Linked DNA regions of Mus musculus: all the other regions are linked to region 1. A link is a contact called in public HiCAR-type and Micro-C data. All regions are on one chromosome and are shown on one strand. The core of a region is the stretch at or near the end of the contact, and the rest is flanking DNA. Distances in the headings are between cores, read along the strand shown. Region 1 holds the start of Slc9a2 (solute carrier family 9 (sodium/hydrogen exchanger), member 2). Region 2 holds the start of Gpr45 (G protein-coupled receptor 45). Region 3 holds the start of Mrps9 (mitochondrial ribosomal protein S9).

Region 1 (2,590 bases), core at 44-2,543:
GTGTTGTAACCATCGATGCCTCACCCTGATCATCAGAAAGGTTCCCTAAGAAAGGCTGAGATGTATGGAAAGCTGCATCCCACAAGGTGAATGCAAAAGCATAGAAAACACCGCGTTCTTCTGACCTCATACATTTTGAACAGTACAGCGATAGCGAATGTGCTTTAATACTGCATACAGAGTAAAATGGTGAGCGGGCGTTATGATGGAGTGATCAGGTTAACAGATGAGAAAACGGGCTGAGCTTGGGGATGGGTTAATTATTTGTTAATAGCTGGTCTCCCTGGCTCCAGTTACCTCTAAAGAAGAAAAGGCTTTCTAGAGAGGAAGGAGCCCAGAGAGCCCAGAGAGAAAGAACAGGGCACTGGTGTTGTAGTGGCAAGCATTTAGGTGTCCACAGTCCCAATTTAAGCACCTCATCAGACAGGGACATGAGGAGGGTCTGTGTTCTGCCAACGCACCCTCTCCCATCCAAGATCTTGCCCACTTCCACTCTCCTCTCTACTTGTAGATGATATACAATCTAGCTAAGCCCTGCCTCAGTTAGCAAGCAAGTCTCCCTCAACTTTGGCACAGACCTGTCAAACTTGACGCTCAAAGCAGAAGTTCACAGTGGGTCTCTATGCTATGGGCCAGTCTTTCCCGGCTTTCCAAGGCCAGCGTCGGATTAAGAACAGGAGATCTTTCAACCACAGGAGCTAATCTGTCCGTCCAAGGCTGCCTTGGTGCAGGAGGAGCTGGCCACTATCTGAGACCAACTACTTGCCTACTTGGCGAGTCACCCACCAGGATCCCCAGTCTGATCGTCCCCGCCCCCACCCACGGGTACAGTTCCTTACCAATCTTGGCCAAGGAGGCCAGTAGGATCCACAAAGTGATCTCGAAAGGGATTTGCACGTGGGGGTAATCCAGGGTGAACACGGGCAACCGACTTTCCTCGAACGGCGTCGTTCCCGGGGCCACCACACTGGCAGGACTTGGCGGGTTGGAGCTGGCACCCCTGGCCCTGGGTGCGTCCAGCAGGGTCTCGGCCAGCGCGCCCGCCGGCACTGCCACCTGCAGAGACAGCAGCAGCAGCAGCAGCCAAGACAGTGGCGCCCGCACGCTGTGCGCGGTGCCCCGGGGGCCCATGGGGTCGGCAGCTATGAGCGCAGCAGAGGACGCTGGTGTAGGATCTGGGTTCCCTCAGAGCATCGCGGGAGGGACAGCACTACTAACTCAACGGGACTGCGAGAGTACCACACCACCGCCTCCACGGGGTCGGGGCCCTGTCGCCAACCAGTTCGGTGGGTGTGAACCTCGCAGGGCCCGGAGGGGAGCGCGCAGCGACAGGAGGCCACTGCGCGGTCCCTCGGCCGCGCTCAGCCTTGCTCAGCCGCCCTCCGCCGCCGGCCGCCCTCCCATGCCTGGCAGCTACAGGCCCTGCCCGGGGCGGCCCGAGGGCGGGCGGGGACGGGGACGGGGGCGGGGCGGGGCGGGCGCGGCGCCCCGGTGGCGGGGCGGGAGGACGCGGAGACCCGGTGCGACGCGCACCTGCCGCAACCCACAGTCGACGCGGGGGCGAAGGTCGCGCCGCTCTCTAGCCCGCCCGCGGACCAAGAGCCGCTGTTCTTGGGAGCCCGGGAGCTGTGGGTGCACTAGGTGCTCGGTGCGCACGGTGGCCTGAGCTGTCCCCGCCCCGGAGGCAGCGTCGGCCGTCCATCAGGGCTGGGACCGACGCGACCCACGCGTCGCGCCCTGCCCCCTCCCCCCGCAGGCTCCTGCAAGGAGACACCCCGGGGCGCTGGCACGCGAGGAGGCGCCGCGGGCTCAGGCAGGGAGGCGACGCCGGGCGCGGAGGAACTGGGGAGCCTTCGCCACTGCTGGGTCTGCAGAGACCGACTCACCGAGGGGAGCCTCTCGGGGCCTCGGAAAGATGAGAAGGAAGAGCAAAGCACCTTGAACACAGCCTGTTCTCTGCGCACCGAAACTCCCGGTTGAGAACTCAGCGCTCCCACGCTCTCCCAGAACCCTTGTCTTTCCGCTTTTCCACTCCTTGTAACAGTGTGCACTCCACTTTTCTTCCCTCCCCCAGCTTTGGGGACGAAAAAGTCTCTGTTTTTAGGCTTCGAGGTGAATCTGTCTGAGGGCATCAGAAACATAACTATTTCGTGGAAAACCAGTGATTTGCCTAGCTTAGACGGACTTGTTCGGCTAATTACAGGATGGACTGCGGTTTGGAAAAGCGGGATTCTCCCAGCGCCAACTGGCCCTTCTCCCGAGCCCGACCTTCCGCAGGGGCATTGCCAGGTGCCCTGCCTGCGATCCCACTGTCCCGGTGTCCTCACGGTGAGAAACTGAAAGGAACCGAAACCAAACCATCTGCCTCCCAGTTAACCCACACGGTTTCCCCTAAACGTATAAAATAAAAATTCTTATCTTTCCCACAGGGTTCCGGCTCTTGTTTATACACCCCTCAGTCTGACACAGAAAGGTCTAACAGAATCTGTGAGATGTCAGTCGTCGGAGGCCATCTGAATAGAGGCAAGCAAGGAACCTTTGAGTCTGGGAAAGGCAGGGACCATTCTAGCCCGAAGTAGAATGGGTCTCA
Region 2 (2,590 bases), core at 43-2,542, 2.3 Mb before region 1:
AATGAGCTTCATCAGAAATGCAGCACAAAAAAAAAAAAAGAAAGAAAAAAAGAAAAAAAAAGGACACTGTCCACTCTAAACAAAGTGAACTGCCCTTAGCAAGCTGAAGTGAATTTCCTACAAAATACTTGCTTCTGCTTCTTTTTTTTTTCGGAACAGTTCGGTCAAAGTTTCATTTCTTTACGTTTTCATTTTCTATTAATACTTTGATACTTAAAAGATAAGAGATGAACTCTCAAACTGCAAACCTCTGGTTTGATGAAGCCATTACCCTGGTGTCACTTTCATCGTTAACAAATGACATGTCTCTCTGTCCCTTCTAAAATCCAGATTAAACAGACACCCAGCCCACCTCAGTGGCAATCTGGGGAAGGCGTCCTAAGGCCCCTTTCTCTGATGGGGAAAACCGAGGCAGCTCAGTGGCCTGTTGGATGAACGTCCCACAGCAGCTGCTCTCACTTGCGATCTCTTGTCTAAGTATTACCCGATGTAAAGGAAATGGTCTGACAGAGTTGGCAGTACACGGGGAGATGAGATGGGGGATGAGGCGGGGTAGTGGGATGGGCGACGATCAGAAATGGTGGTGGTGATGGTGATGGTGGTGACAGTGGCGGTGGTGACGCTGGGCCGGCTCCTCTCCCGTTTTTCCATGACTGCAGGTCCTCGCAGCCTCCGCCGTCCCCGCGTGGCCTCTGCCCGGAGAAACAGGATTTGCACCCAAGCCGCACGTCCGCGGGCGCGAGGCTGCGGCGCCCCGCGAGCCGGCCACGCGCCCCTCTGCGCCCCCGCGCTGGCGCCGCCCGAGCATCACAGCCGAGGCTCCTCCGGCCCGGCCTCCCCTCCGCCGCACTCCACCCCGCAAGGCAGCACCCGCGCCAGGGCCCGCCCCACCAAGCCCCCCGCGGCCCGGCCCTGGCCCCGGTCACTTACGCTGCACTGGGCCCGGATGCGCCCAGCGGCCCGAGACAAAGGCTGAGCGGCCCCGGTGCCGCCGGCTGTTCCCCTAGCCGCGGCTGCCGGGGACCAGGAGGAAGAAGGGGAGGATGGAGAGGAGGAGGGGCAGGGAGCAGGGGGAGGCAGCGAGGGAGCGTGGGGGAGGGGCCCGCGGCGTCTGCCACCCGCCGCAGCAGTCCCAACCCCAGCCCTCCTCGGGGGCCGCCACCCTCCGGGGGTGCAGACCTCCCCTAGGGACCAGGGTACCGCCCCCCCTGGGGCGGGGTGGGAGGAAGAGGAAGGGAAGGAGGAAGGCAGTGAGTGCGCCTGTGTGCTCCTACTCAATCGTGATCGTCTCCACCCACCCCCGCGTCTGCGGGCAACCCTAGGAACCTGCTAGACTCCCCGCCTCAACTGCGCGGCTCCCAGCAACCCGCGCCCACTTTCCTACAGACCTCTACCCCAGACCAGCCAACCCTATCCACCTCCTCCGATGAACAGACCTGAAGGTTAAGTGCCCGGAGGCTCTGGTGAGGGAGAGCCAGCTGAGAGGTGATGGAGGGTCGGGGCCCTTTGTGAACCACCCTGTTGGGCACCTGTTCCTCTCTAGCACGGACCCTAGTACTTAGCGGACCACTAAGGATGACAATTGGGCAGGTGAGATCTTGAGTCTCCCATGGGCGACTCTTTGGGAAAAGTAACTCCATGGCTTGACTCAGTCATTTGCATCTTGGTGACAAGAGTGATTTTGATTTTTTTTCATATTCTGAAAACTTTTCAGTGTGTGTGTGTGTGTGTGTGTGTGTGTGTGTGTGTGTGTGTGTGTGTGTGTGTGTGAAGTCAAAGGGGAATAGTGAAACAAACCATCTTCAACCTCAAGGCAGGCCAGAATTTTCCAATCTTTCATCCACTCCAGTTGAAAACATGGCTCTAGTTGTCGGAGCTTCCCTGAGGCCCCAGGCTTCATTCACTTGTGCTGTTTGGCTTAGGTGGGAACCTATATACCATGAGCTAATCAACAATGATCCACCAAAGGCCAGATTGCTGCGACTGTCTCCCAAATTCCTTGCCAAATGTGACTGACTGATGCCTGTCCCTCCAGGAAAAAAAAAAAAAAAAAGAACAAGCAGGATGTCGCCTTAAATTCCAAGAGCTTCAGTTCTTACCTCAGTGAACCCAAGTGCAGATTACAAGCCATAGAGGTCGGCTGAGGTGTTCCTTGCTGATCCTTGGAGTCTTGACGGGGAAGCTGGGCAGCTACTAAGAGAACCAGATTCCTCACTGATTGGGTTGGAGTCCTAGGGCCACACACAGCATAAGATGCATGGCCTATTGGTTCCTCGGTAGGCAGCATGCTAGGGACAGACTCGGGCCATCTGAGGGTTTACTATGTGCCTCATGTTGGCAAAGCAGAGGGGTGCCCTTTGGTGAGTGTCTTGCAGAGCTGTGCTATGCAGAAGATAGGTAAATAGATCGAGATGAAGACTCTGGTCTCAGACTATCGGGCTTTCTGTCTTTCACCTCTTTTCAGCTGTGTGCCCTCAGGCCAATGACTTGACAACTCTGAGCCTTGTTTTCTCATGGGAGAAACTAGGAGTGTGGATGGAGTCTGTCTGAGAGGCATTTGTGCATGCAGAATGCTTGGCCTAGAAAGGTT
Region 3 (2,590 bases), core at 45-2,544, 2.2 Mb before region 1:
AGAGTGAGAGCCACCTGCCCATATAATCATTACCAATAAACATATTTTGTATGCTACAGTTCCTCTCATATGCAATTATGTGTCTCAAAGAGATGTATAGAAGAAATAAAAATGTCCAACACATTTTCCAATTTTCAAAACCAAGAAACCCAGATGTTTAACAGATCAATGGACAAATTGGTTTATGTTACAACATCAAATAACAGAAAAAGGTGGCCAGTCATTTTGTAAAACAGTTCTAAGATCCAGCGTTTAACTTCTCGGCAATATCTGGTGGTAGTACTGCTTTTCCAACATTTCGTACTCTTTCTACTCAAACTGTTCTGTTTTCCAACCCCCACTTGTTTGACCGCGTGTTCTCAATCTCTTGAGACCTCTCTTTCGGCCTGTTCATCTGCCTACTCTTGCAGGACACCATCTGCGCGCTATTCCCTGGGTTTCCATTAGAACCTGCAAGGTAACAGGACTTCAAAGTTAGGTCTCCTCCTGTGTCACGGGCACACCCACCGAAAGGACTACTGGAAATCTCCGGTAGAATATGCCACAGACACTTTAAGTGCAATTACAGCCGAAGCTCGTTTTCTCCCACTTTTAATGAGCCACATTAAACGGGCGACAAGCAAAGACTCAAGCTAGAAATCCCAGCTTCACACCGACCCCGGAATTGAGCGAAGCGGTCAAATTCTGCTCTCCTAATGTCACACACACACACACACACACACACACACACACACACACACACACAAGTTTCGGGAAAATTACAAAAACTGAAATTCCGCAAACGCAGAGCACTTGTAAAAAGTCTCAGTTCGCTCCACAGACTGACTCTGCCCAGGACATCTTCCGGGTCGCGCAGAGTTCGGCTCCCCTTCTCCCCGGGACGAATCACAAGACCCAGGCAGCCACCCAACTCCATCTGCCGAACCCTTTGCTCCTCAAAGCCCAGGGAGAGGCTGCAGAGGATCCGTCCGCGGCCGATTCCCCGATCCCCAAGCGTGACCTCCGACCTCTACCTTGAGGGCTCTGGCAGCCCTGGAAGGTGGGCCGGCTTCACGTCACCCTACCACACGGACCGCCAGCTCCAGCTCCCAGGACCTTACCTGGAACCTGGTCCCTGTCTGCCAGCCAACCGCCGAGGCTGTCCAGTACCCGGGCCTCTGGCAGAGGCTAGCTCTAACAGCGGGAGTGAACCAAAGGGAAAGCACTCGGCCGCAGGACACACAGGGGGCGGCCATGTTGGCCGTAAGAAACATCCTGGCGGGAGGGGAAAGGGGTGGAGCCTGGAGACTGCGCAGGCGCAGACCTCCCAGGCGGAAGCGCTTCCTTAGCAATTGCAACTAGGGGCGGAGTTCTGTAGTCCAGCCCCTCGCCGCTGATTGGGTGCGCGGCAGCAGGTTGCCTTGCACATGGCTTTCGGCTTACTAGCAGCTGTAGTCCTAGCTGAGTTCCTGGTACCCACGCTCAGACAAGCCTTCCACAGTCTTATTCTCACTCCAACAATCCAAGCTGGCTTTCCTGTCCGCTTGCCTTCCCGCAAGGGCCTTCTGCTCCCCCTTGAACTTGCCCGTTTTAAAGATCTGTTTCAAGACATTCTTCTTCCAGCAACTAACCATTCTGGCTTCCAACACATTGTGTTGACTCTTAGCTGTCTGACCCACAGGCTGAGGAAAAGCACCTCCCTGCTCAACTTCATGGCTCTCCCTGATTGCCTCTGAGCCTTAAAGCCATTAAGAGTGGCTGCAGACACAGGAACTGTCTTTGCCTTCTGAAACTTGAACTTCCTAACCCTAAGTCTAGGGTTATCTCTACCAGATACAAGTGGTTGAATAAATCACTCTTAAAGGGTTTTCCAATGTTGAAAATTATCATTGAATAATTTGATAATGTTGAAATTATCATTAGAAGTTTAAAACATACTCAGAAAACGAGATCAAGGTGACCGAGTAAGAGGCTGAGAAGTTAAAAACACTCTATGTTCTTTCAGAGGACCTGGGTTTGGTCCCCAGAACTCTTGTGGAAAATCACATCTATCTATCTATCTATCTATCTATCTATCTATCTATCTATCTATCTATCACATCTATCACATCTATCACATCTATCTATCTATCTATCTATCACATCTATCTATCTATCTATCTATCTACCTATCTATCTATAATTACAGCTCTAAACAATCTGACACCTTCTCTGAATTTCAAGGGGATCAACCATGTCTGTGATGTACAGACACATATACATACAAGCAAAATATTTATACATGTAAATTAGAAATCTGTTTTTTAAGTTATGAAGTAAGTGCTGGCATCGTACAGTTATCACCTCATAAAACAGCTCTAGGGAAATAGAAATTGCATAGCTTCAGAAAAATAGAAGAAAAAAAACCCCTCCAAATAGGATGCTTGTAGTAAAGGGGGGAAATCATTATTTTCCCCTTTGTTTGTTTCCTTTACATTAGTGAAAATCTCTTCATTCAGTGGCAGAAGTCCAGGACTAGTATTTGGAGAAGAAGAATAAGTTAGAGGCGAGGCAGTGCTGGCCAGAAAAGCAGGTAGGCTAACTCCAGATCTTTACCTCTCCCTCTATCTCT

The links. Hi-C and Micro-C count contacts between places; a contact is called where the count stands out from the background. HiCAR-type assays count read pairs that join an accessible place to other places.
Region 2: a contact with region 1 is called in a Micro-C map of embryonic stem cells, with 4 times the contacts expected there. The contact joins the promoter of Gpr45 here to the promoter of Slc9a2 in region 1. A contact is called at or near these places in 2 of 39 promoter capture datasets (hippocampal neurons and liver) and 1 of 484 Hi-C or Micro-C datasets (embryonic stem cells).
Region 3: a contact with region 1 is called in a HiCAR-type map of astrocytes, with 6 times the contacts expected there. The contact joins the promoter of Mrps9 here to the promoter of Slc9a2 in region 1. A contact is called at or near these places in 4 of 39 promoter capture datasets (the 3T3-L1 cell line, embryonic stem cells, hippocampal neurons and 1 more) and 1 of 115 datasets of contacts at active chromatin or transcription factors (astrocytes).

The regions. Positions count from the first base shown.
Region 1 is chr1:40,680,415-40,683,004 of GRCm38.p6, reverse strand. It overlaps Slc9a2 (solute carrier family 9 (sodium/hydrogen exchanger), member 2), which reads right to left and starts at 1,293. Exons shown (of 12, transcript NM_001033289.2): 1 at 840-1,293. The coding sequence starts at 1,131.
Region 2 is chr1:42,951,574-42,954,163 of GRCm38.p6, reverse strand. It overlaps Gpr45 (G protein-coupled receptor 45), which reads right to left and starts at 1,292. Exons shown (of 2, transcript NM_053107.4): 1 at 931-1,292. It overlaps Gm39633 (a long non-coding RNA gene), which reads left to right and starts at 1,446. Exons shown (of 3, transcript XR_865396.3): 1 at 1,446-1,590.
Region 3 is chr1:42,849,937-42,852,526 of GRCm38.p6, reverse strand. Mrps9 (mitochondrial ribosomal protein S9) reads right to left here and starts at 1,294. Exons shown (of 11, transcript NM_023514.4): 1 at 1,101-1,294. The coding sequence starts at 1,235.